Linked DNA regions of Lactuca sativa: region 2 is linked to region 1. The links are chromatin contacts, called in public Hi-C maps. All regions are on one chromosome and are shown on one strand. Each heading gives the region's core, a stretch centred on a gene start, on an enhancer-like site or on the middle of the called end of the contact. The rest is flanking DNA. Distances are from core to core; before and after follow the strand shown.

Region 1 (4,550 bases), core at 1,326-3,825:
TGTAACACAAAATTAAAAAAAGGTCCCTGTGTAACAAAATTACAGAAATTGTCCCTCTTGCCACAACTGACAGGCTTAAAACCCTAGTTAGTTGCATTTGAATATTTGATTGTAAAGCTGTGAAATAAGGTCCAAAAAAGAAAAAGATTTGTTTTGAGAAGTGAGAAGAAATTAAAAAAACATCTAAGCACAGGGACCAAAAATGTAATTTACTCATAAAGGGAGAAACTGTAGAGAAATTACCTGTTCAGGAGTCTTCTCATGATAGCGACTTTGAGACACACCTTGAGCAAGTAATTCTTTGACTCTCCCACCAGAGTACAATTCAGAAAGACATCCATGCCCTTCAGCAATAAGTCCAGCTCTAAATGCACAAAGCCCAAGTTGAGCCATGGATCTATTAAACAATATCTGAGTTGAAATATCCATGTGCTGAACATTATCCTGCAAGTGACTCATAAGCAACAAATCTCTCGCAATTGAAAACTCATCCAAAATGGCATGATGGTAAATATCACATAACATGGCACGCGCTTTCGTCCTTTCATCTCCATGTTTATAAATATGAGAAACACATGAATCCATCAATTCCCTACTACTTTCAGGAAAACTCGGCTTTCTTGACACAATTTCAGGAGTTGTCACAAATGAAATTGGACCCTGACCCATAGCTTTTGGCTCTTCTTCATTCTCTAAATCTTGTTCGGAGAGTTTTCGCATAGCATCATATACTTCTTGTGGTTTGTAATAAACAAGTTCAACAACTCTTAATCCTACTTTAGCTGAAGCTTTGTGATCCCCAACACGTTCTAAATACTCTCCAATGTTTTGAGCAAGAACAAAAAACAAAGGCTCATCTTGGAGTCTTTCAACATACTCACGTGTATGAGGATCAATGCATTGTAAGCTTTTAAAGAATTCAACATCTACTTTTTCAAGAAAAGCTGCAAGGTTACCCCATATACGAATAGTCCCATCAAAGTCTGTTCCTTTTTGGGTCTCGTTTTCTTCAGGTTCAACTGAATCATCAACTAGAATGTTTGGATATTGGGCTAGAATATCAAGGATTACTAGAAGATTCTGGACACATTTCTTCCATACATTGATTGGCATGTGTCCACTCAAACCTGGGTTGACATCGAATTGTGCAGATACAACACTGAATAGGATTTCAAGCTTTTGTGCAGGGGTTTTAGCTACCCTGGTCAAGAAAGTCAACTGCTCAACAAGTTCGAGTCTTCCTGTTCCTTTTCTTCCACGAGCTGCAACGATTTCTTTAAACTTTTTGTTGACTGTATCCCAAGTGACTTGGTTTGGATCTTTGAACTGTTTCTCCATTAACTTATCTTTCTTATTCATCTTTTTCTCCCAACCAGGTTCATCTTCTTCCTCTTCTTCATCTTCATCGTCCCCAGATTCTGATTCTGATTCTGCATTTGTTGGGTCATCAATCTCAGAACCGGATTCATCTTCATCTTCTTCCTCAGACACCTCTTCTACATCCTCTTGATCTTCAAAGCTTTCGGGAGCTTCTCTACACTTATTAATCAACTCCTCATACTGCTTATTGTTCTTCTTAAGTTTCTGCTTCATTGAATTCAAAGCTTTGGCGTTGCTACTACTCATCTTCTTCTTTGCCTCCTTGTTTGCCATGGCTTGATTCAAGAAGTCCTCTAACATGACTAAAGCTTTGACATAGTTGTTAGGGACCTTATCAGATTCTGTAACTCTCATGACTTTTTCAAGCTGTCTGTTGATCTTGTCGAAGCTCTCTTGAAGACTCACCCAGTCGTTAATCTTCATTGCATTCTTCATCTGATCAATAGTTGCAGACAACTCCTCAAATCGTTTGTCTTTTGCAGATTTGATAACACGCTTATGACTATCTCCGTCTTCACTATCACTATCACTATTGTCAAGATATTTGTTAGCGCCAGGGGCACTGATAGCAGCTTCTTGCCCCTCGTTAACATCATCCTGTTCTGAATCAGTAACTTCATCTTCAGTGTCACTATCGCCCTGTGGAAATATAAAGTAATGAGATCACATTATCAAAATTTCAACAACTACACGAACGCAACAATGAGACTGTTTCTTTATTAAGCTTTTGATTCACGAATAAAAATCATTGACAAGAAAATCACTATCCAGTGGCAAACAAACCTGATTACTCCAAAATTTCGACGCCATTTTCTTATCTCGCAGATTAGCAAATCACAAATCCAAGTATAACCGAAACTGCACGATAAGACATTTGAAATTACATATTGTTATAAAACTTTAAGAAAAAATTTACGACCAAATGCCAAAATTACAGATCTGCAACAAAACACAGAAAAATACATCGAATTTTTTTTGTACTCAATAATGCAGCAATAAATAGTACAAGAGAGCAGAGAGAGATGTGATATACGGTACCTGAAAGAGTGAAAAGGCAGATGATGGCCGTAGGAGAATGGAGGGAGAATGCTCTTCCGAGTTGCGTCGGCGATTCCGGCAATTTTAGGTTTTTATTAAGGGGGGAAAGATGACAGTTAATTGATTTGATCTGATATTCTGATTGGGCCCAAGTTTCGGGAAATATGTTATTATCAGGTTTAAATTGGGCTAAATTCGAATTTTGATTCGGCCCAAGTTTCTGGAAAAATATTATATCCTCCTTCATCCATGGCATTTCTCCATATACTTCTCTTTTGTTTTCTTTATCATCTTAAAAACTCATTTTGATTTCATATAATTTATATTTTTGGTGTTTTTGGTTTTAGTATTTTTGTTTTATTTTATGTTATTTTTTATTTATTTATTTATTTATTATTATTATTATTATTATTATTATTATTATTATTATTATTATTATTATTATTATTATTTCTGTAATTATTATTAATATTATTATTATTATTTTAAATAATTGATTTGATTTAATGTCTCTTTAATAGTCTAAATGAAAGAAAAAAAAATCTGAACGGAAAAAAAATAATATATGAATAGTCTAAACGGAATATAACACAGAGATAGTCGGAACAGAAAAAATAACACAGAGATAGTCGGAATGGAAAAAAATAACATGAGGATAATTCGAATGGAAAAATAATACATGGATAGCCCGATCGAAAAAATAACATAGTGATAGTTTGAATGAAAAAAAAATAACGCAAAAATAGTGCGATCAATTTTTTTAATTTTAATAATAATAATAATAATAATAATATGTATTTATTAAAAATATTAAAAATAAAAAAATAACAAAAAAACAACAAAAAAAATAAAAAACAACAACAAAAGACAAAAAAAAATAGTAAAAAAGATTTAAAAAAAAACAAAAGGTAGGGTATAAATAGGAATTGTGGGGGTGCCCGAAAAAAAAACGGCTTATCAATTTATACTCTTTATGTGTCTCATTAATCTAATTGTTTTCTTTTTTAGTTGGTTTATTAATAAAAATAAATTATTTAAAGTATTAGATGATACATAATTTAAATTTTTCAGCAATGAAGTCAACATTTTTATATAATTTAATACAATTGAATCATTTGTAAATTATGTTAATAAAAAATTAGCAACAAAAATACATTATCCCTACACATTTACATATGTTGTTGATTTTCTCTATCTACATTTTCTTCTTACATATTCTGCTGCTCATCTTAAATTATGACATGTAGCATATTTAATGAAAATAGTTATATTTTTATACGATAATAAATGTCGTCATTTAAAAAGAATAAAAGAATATGTAAGAAAAAAATGTTGAAATATTTAAGTTATCTTTTTACATATACACTTTCTACCAAAAGACTTCTAGTCTAGCAGTATCTTGTGTTTTCCTCTCTTATTGAGGTTGAAGGTTCAAACTCCGTCATGAACATATGTGAAATTAAGGAGTAGTTTAGGTAAGAATAGATTAGATTTTTCGTTTCAAAAAACATATTCCTCAATCTTTCAATCAAATTGAATTTTGAAGTGATTATTTTTCCCAGGCAGTCGAGCTAACGATGTTTTGTACTTCGTCACCAAGGTCTACTACATCAATGGTTAGTAATTGGTGAATTTGAGATTCTTTTTATAGGAACATTGAAATTTTAAATTTTGGATTTTTTTAATCTGTAGGACTTATAGAAATTGGACTTATAGAAATTGGACTGTGAACATGGATAAACTGTTTTTGATGAATTGTATACTTATGTCACAAAAGACTTACTTTATGTTTTTCTTAGTTCAGACAATGAGATTTTTTCATGTTTTAGATGAAACAAACGTCTTGACAAACTGAAGCCATTGAGCAATGAGATATATACCAGGAATAAGCTTTACTTGATCCATGTGTATTCTAATTGCAAATTTGGTTGCCTCTTAAATCCAATCATATTCTTGTCCAATATATTTTAGTGTAGCCTACATGTAGATTTTGGTAAACAAAGTCATATGGTGTGATCTTTGGTAAACAAAGATATAGTATACCGTATATAAATATTAAAAATATATTATATATTGCATTTAATATTGTGCCAATTAGGTTTTAATGATGACTTCCATGTTTATTTACAATT
Region 2 (4,224 bases), core at 695-3,194, 280 kb before region 1:
TAGCTTTTAGCCTAGGAACCTCTAGTTTATCTGACATCATATAACCTGAAGCCCTGCAAAAATGTAAGCAAAACCATCACTGAGTATGGATGTTCCATGGGTAAGGGTTAGACACAAGAAATAGCAATGCCATCCAAATACAAAGCAATTTTAAAAGTATGTGCTTTAAAAAGAAAAGAATCAAAAGCAGAATGTTGTAATATGAAGAAATGAAAGTGGGAAATTGTAGTACAAAGATAAACGAAAGTATGTTGCTATTTCTTGCATTTAGCCCTAAGAAGAAAAGGAAAAAATGCTGAAAAAAAAAACTAATAAAAACGGTTGTACCGGAAGAAGAGCACCTCGCCATTGTATGTAGCCAAAGCTATTTCTCTCACACCATCTTTGTCAATGTCATATAAGAGTGGACTTGCATGAACAGTGGATTGATGAAAAGCAGGCCATCCTGATAAAATCATACAAAACAGAAGTATTATACACAGAATAAGGGTATTTTGGTCTTTTGATGATCACAAGAAAGAAGTCCTATAACAGAAAAACATAGTGTAGAGATGCAAATAAGAAGCAATTGATTGCGATAGAGTAAAAAATACCTGGCATTTTGTCTCCATCAGAACCTTCTAGAACTTCCAGGTAGTGAACAAAAGATGGAACAACAACATCAAGCTTGCCATCACTGAGATGCAAAAAAAAATCTTATTAATAGCCTAATAGGGGATATTTATATAATTATATACTTGGATTAAAATACTATATGAAACGAAGTTTATATCAATAAAAAATGGTTTGCTGTAAAAAAATGGTAACACTAACTTGAGGAGACAGTTGTCAACTCTCTTTACCTGTTAATGTCAGCAATCAATGGTGTTGCATATATGCTAGAACTAACTTCAGTCTGCCATCTTAGCTCCAAATTCTGAGGGCATTGTTTATTCAACAATTCATCCTCATCACTACCACATCAAAACCAAAAAAGTCAGTAACAGAAACAACTGTAAAAGATGTACATTGTTAGAAAGAAATACTAAGAGCAGTAATATTGAAGCACTTCAAGATTCGCTTACACTAAGTCCCTATCACTCTGTAATTCTTCCCCTATTGTATTTCTAACTAATAGAGACAAAACAAAATATCCATGATGAGAAGTTATGTAATCACCTATTACTAGTTTACTACTAGAAGCCCTTGTAAGGAGATTACTAGTAAGCCCTCATAAAGAACTCACAATCAATACCATGTTTCTACAATCCCCCTACTAACATGCCCACACAGAAGCCAGGGCACAAACAACAAATCATCATCCAGATTCAATTCACTTCACCTCAAGGGTCGATAGATAATCCAAATGAACTAACTTAAGCAAGCTGATCAAATAACTCCCAGATCAGCAGAAATCACGGTAAGAATTACTTCTAGGTCTTTATTAGGAGCTCATAATTCAGAAACGGATTCATGCTCCAAATGATACAGAAGTAGCTAAATTATCAAACATTAAATTATCATGCAAAAAATGGGCGAAATTCAAAGTAACAAATAAGAAGGCTTACAAATTGGGATAGCCCAGGTTATCATCGGTAGCCTCACGTTCACGAAACTTGTTCGTTTTTGCTTCCTCTCCATGGATTAGACTCAATGATATAGAAAAGAGAAGTAAAAGAAATAAAACCCTAATTTTCATGAAGATGACCTTGATCTTACTAAGTTCACTACAAGATGAAGTATGTGAAATGAGAGAAAGCGCACAAATGATGGATCAGATGCAGATATGAATAAACCCTAGGGAATCTTCTCTGTAACAGAGATTTTCGCAAGCAGAGACGACGATCCGAGAGGGACGACGACAGGCAGCAGTGTCTATTAGACCTGAATTGGAGTTACAGAAGACCCTCCCACCATTAGCGGATTTAATCGCACTCTTTGTGTTTGGTAAGAGACCGAGAAGGTAATGAGGAAAAAAATGCATTCTATATTTCGATTATCAATTATTTTATTGGTTAAAAGAAAAATAATCTAAAAATTGTACATGTTAATTATTAGGTGTAACTAAACATATAATAAAACTAAGTTAGATGGATTATTCACAATATTGTGAGTTATTTACTAAAATACAATATAATAAATTGATAATTATGTTTATAAAACTAGAATTGTATTCATGTTTGAGCATTTTTCAATATAAAGGAACATTGTTAACGGTTAGGTTTTTATCTCACAAAAAAGACTATTTTTATTTTCTTCATCTAAATGCAATTGTTATAAATTGTATAGTAAATAAACATGGCTTTCAATTAACAATTAGTTGTTTTAAAATCTATATGAGGGGATTGTGTATTTAACACATGGACTACACAATCGTATAATTGACGAGTTATAATTGTTTAAAAATATCGTTTAAAAATGTTGCGTAAATATTGATTGGCTAAGAAAACTATTAATGGATTTAAAAATGTTGCGTAAAGAAGCTATAACTTCTTTTCTACCTATGTCTTCTTCCATGGATTTCACTGCTTCAACTTGACTCGATCAATTTTATGCTTACATCGTTGAATCGTCAATTTTATGCTTACATTGTTGAATCGTCGAGTATGCTTGTATATCTTTGTTTCCTCCATATACACCTTTTATCTCGAGAAAGTTATGAGAATGTGTTGGAAAAAATTTATCAATTATATCAAACACAACTTGTAGGTAGCATTTGGTTCGCTAGAATCCTTGGGAATTAGAGGGAATTAGAATCCGATTCCACTAGATCTTCATGTTTGGTTCAAGATTCGCTAAGGAATTATATATATTATATCTTTACATATAAAAAATAAAACAAAGTAAAATTATGTAAAAACAACAAGAACGGAAATTTGTCTATTTTACATTATTCAAATTCCATTTCTCTCCAACAAAATGGAATATGTAATTAGATTCCAATTTCATTTCCTAGAAACCAAGGAAAATATGGAATTAGATTATAATTCTGAACAAATTCCAATTCCTTGATAGATTTCAATTCATTTATAAACATTTTTCAAACCAGACATTACCTTGGATCTAGGTACTTTAATGAATGTGTACAGAAGCATGTTGTACATTATAAGTGTCTTTGGGCTAAAAATATATAAAAGGATTAAACACTTCAACAACTTGATAAATGACTTCACAAACAAAAAAATAGTACTGTAAAAAAACGAAAAATTAAAGATAATCAATTTACGTAGTTCACACGATCAGGATGATTGGTTACGTCCACAACAAACTTAAAATAGAGTTTTATTATTACTATGGCTTCAGTATTACATGTTACACAAATTAATGGAAAATAAATGTTAGTTGTTTGACTTAAAACTCTCAATAAGGTCAGACCCATAAAATATGATGAAAAAATGACACATGACAAATTTGAAGAGTAATATGATATAGGAACTAGCCTACGAAAAATCTCTTCATAGGGCATCGCCCCCGGTCCCCTCAAGGGGTAGCTCCCCCTTGACCCGCTACTAACAAAGTATAAAGTTAAAAGGTGAATCAGTCTCTACACCTTAATAAGTTTCACATTCCCTCCACCAAGATAAACCGAGTGCCTAAGAGTGTTGGTTGTGAAGTCAGTGATTGGGTGTTTAAGAATTATCTCGTAAATAGGACACAATGCTTAAGATTAATAAAAGGTTAATTAGTTTTGCAATCTTATGATTAAAAAATGTTTAATAATTTCGCCTTTGCTTCAAAACCTTTTTAATCAAAATCCCGTTTGTTACTTGTTAAAAAACTCTACTTTTGGTGTCTTGTTCTAATTTTGTATCCAATAGGTGGCATACGATCAATTATTACAAATAAATTAAAATCATGTAAAATAACTACACAAAACTATTGTGGGCATGTATACTAAGTTATCAACTCCACTAAGTCATAGCAAAAGTTAATATGGTTAATTTCCTAGAGTAATACCTAAATTATTGCAATAATAACTTTTTTATATGTAGATCTCAAAATTTGTTCCATCTTCATGCCAACAGCTTTTTGAACACTCGAAACCTTCGCTTAATCACATAAAATCAAATACGAAATTTATCGTATTACTCTTACGTGAAACCATTTAATAAAAAATTTATAAAAAAATCCGGCTCGTGCCTCTTTGAAAATTTACAATTACAACAAAAAACACGAGAATTGTGTACATAAATAAAAATAGCCAAACTACGGATAATCAACCACAATGGTGTTAAGGTGAAGGCT

What was found. Hi-C and Micro-C count contacts between places; a contact is called where the count stands out from the background.
Region 2: a contact with region 1 is called in a Hi-C map of seed, with 4 times the contacts expected there. The contact joins the promoter of LOC111884047 here to the promoter of LOC111884045 in region 1. A contact is called at or near these places in 3 of 4 Hi-C or Micro-C datasets (leaf and seed).

Annotation. Positions count from the first base shown.
Region 1 is chr8:156,900,928-156,905,477 of Lsat_Salinas_v11, reverse strand. It overlaps LOC111884045 (eukaryotic translation initiation factor 3 subunit C), which reads right to left and starts at 2,575. Exons shown (of 4, transcript XM_023880375.3): 1 at 2,419-2,575; 2 at 2,164-2,238; 3 at 244-2,019. The coding sequence starts at 2,190.
Region 2 is chr8:157,184,687-157,188,910 of Lsat_Salinas_v11, reverse strand. It overlaps LOC111884047 (protein DEFECTIVE IN EXINE FORMATION 1), which reads right to left and starts at 1,944. Exons shown (of 13, transcript XM_023880377.3): 1 at 1,548-1,944; 2 at 843-953; 3 at 594-676; 4 at 328-445; 5 at 1-53. The coding sequence starts at 1,678.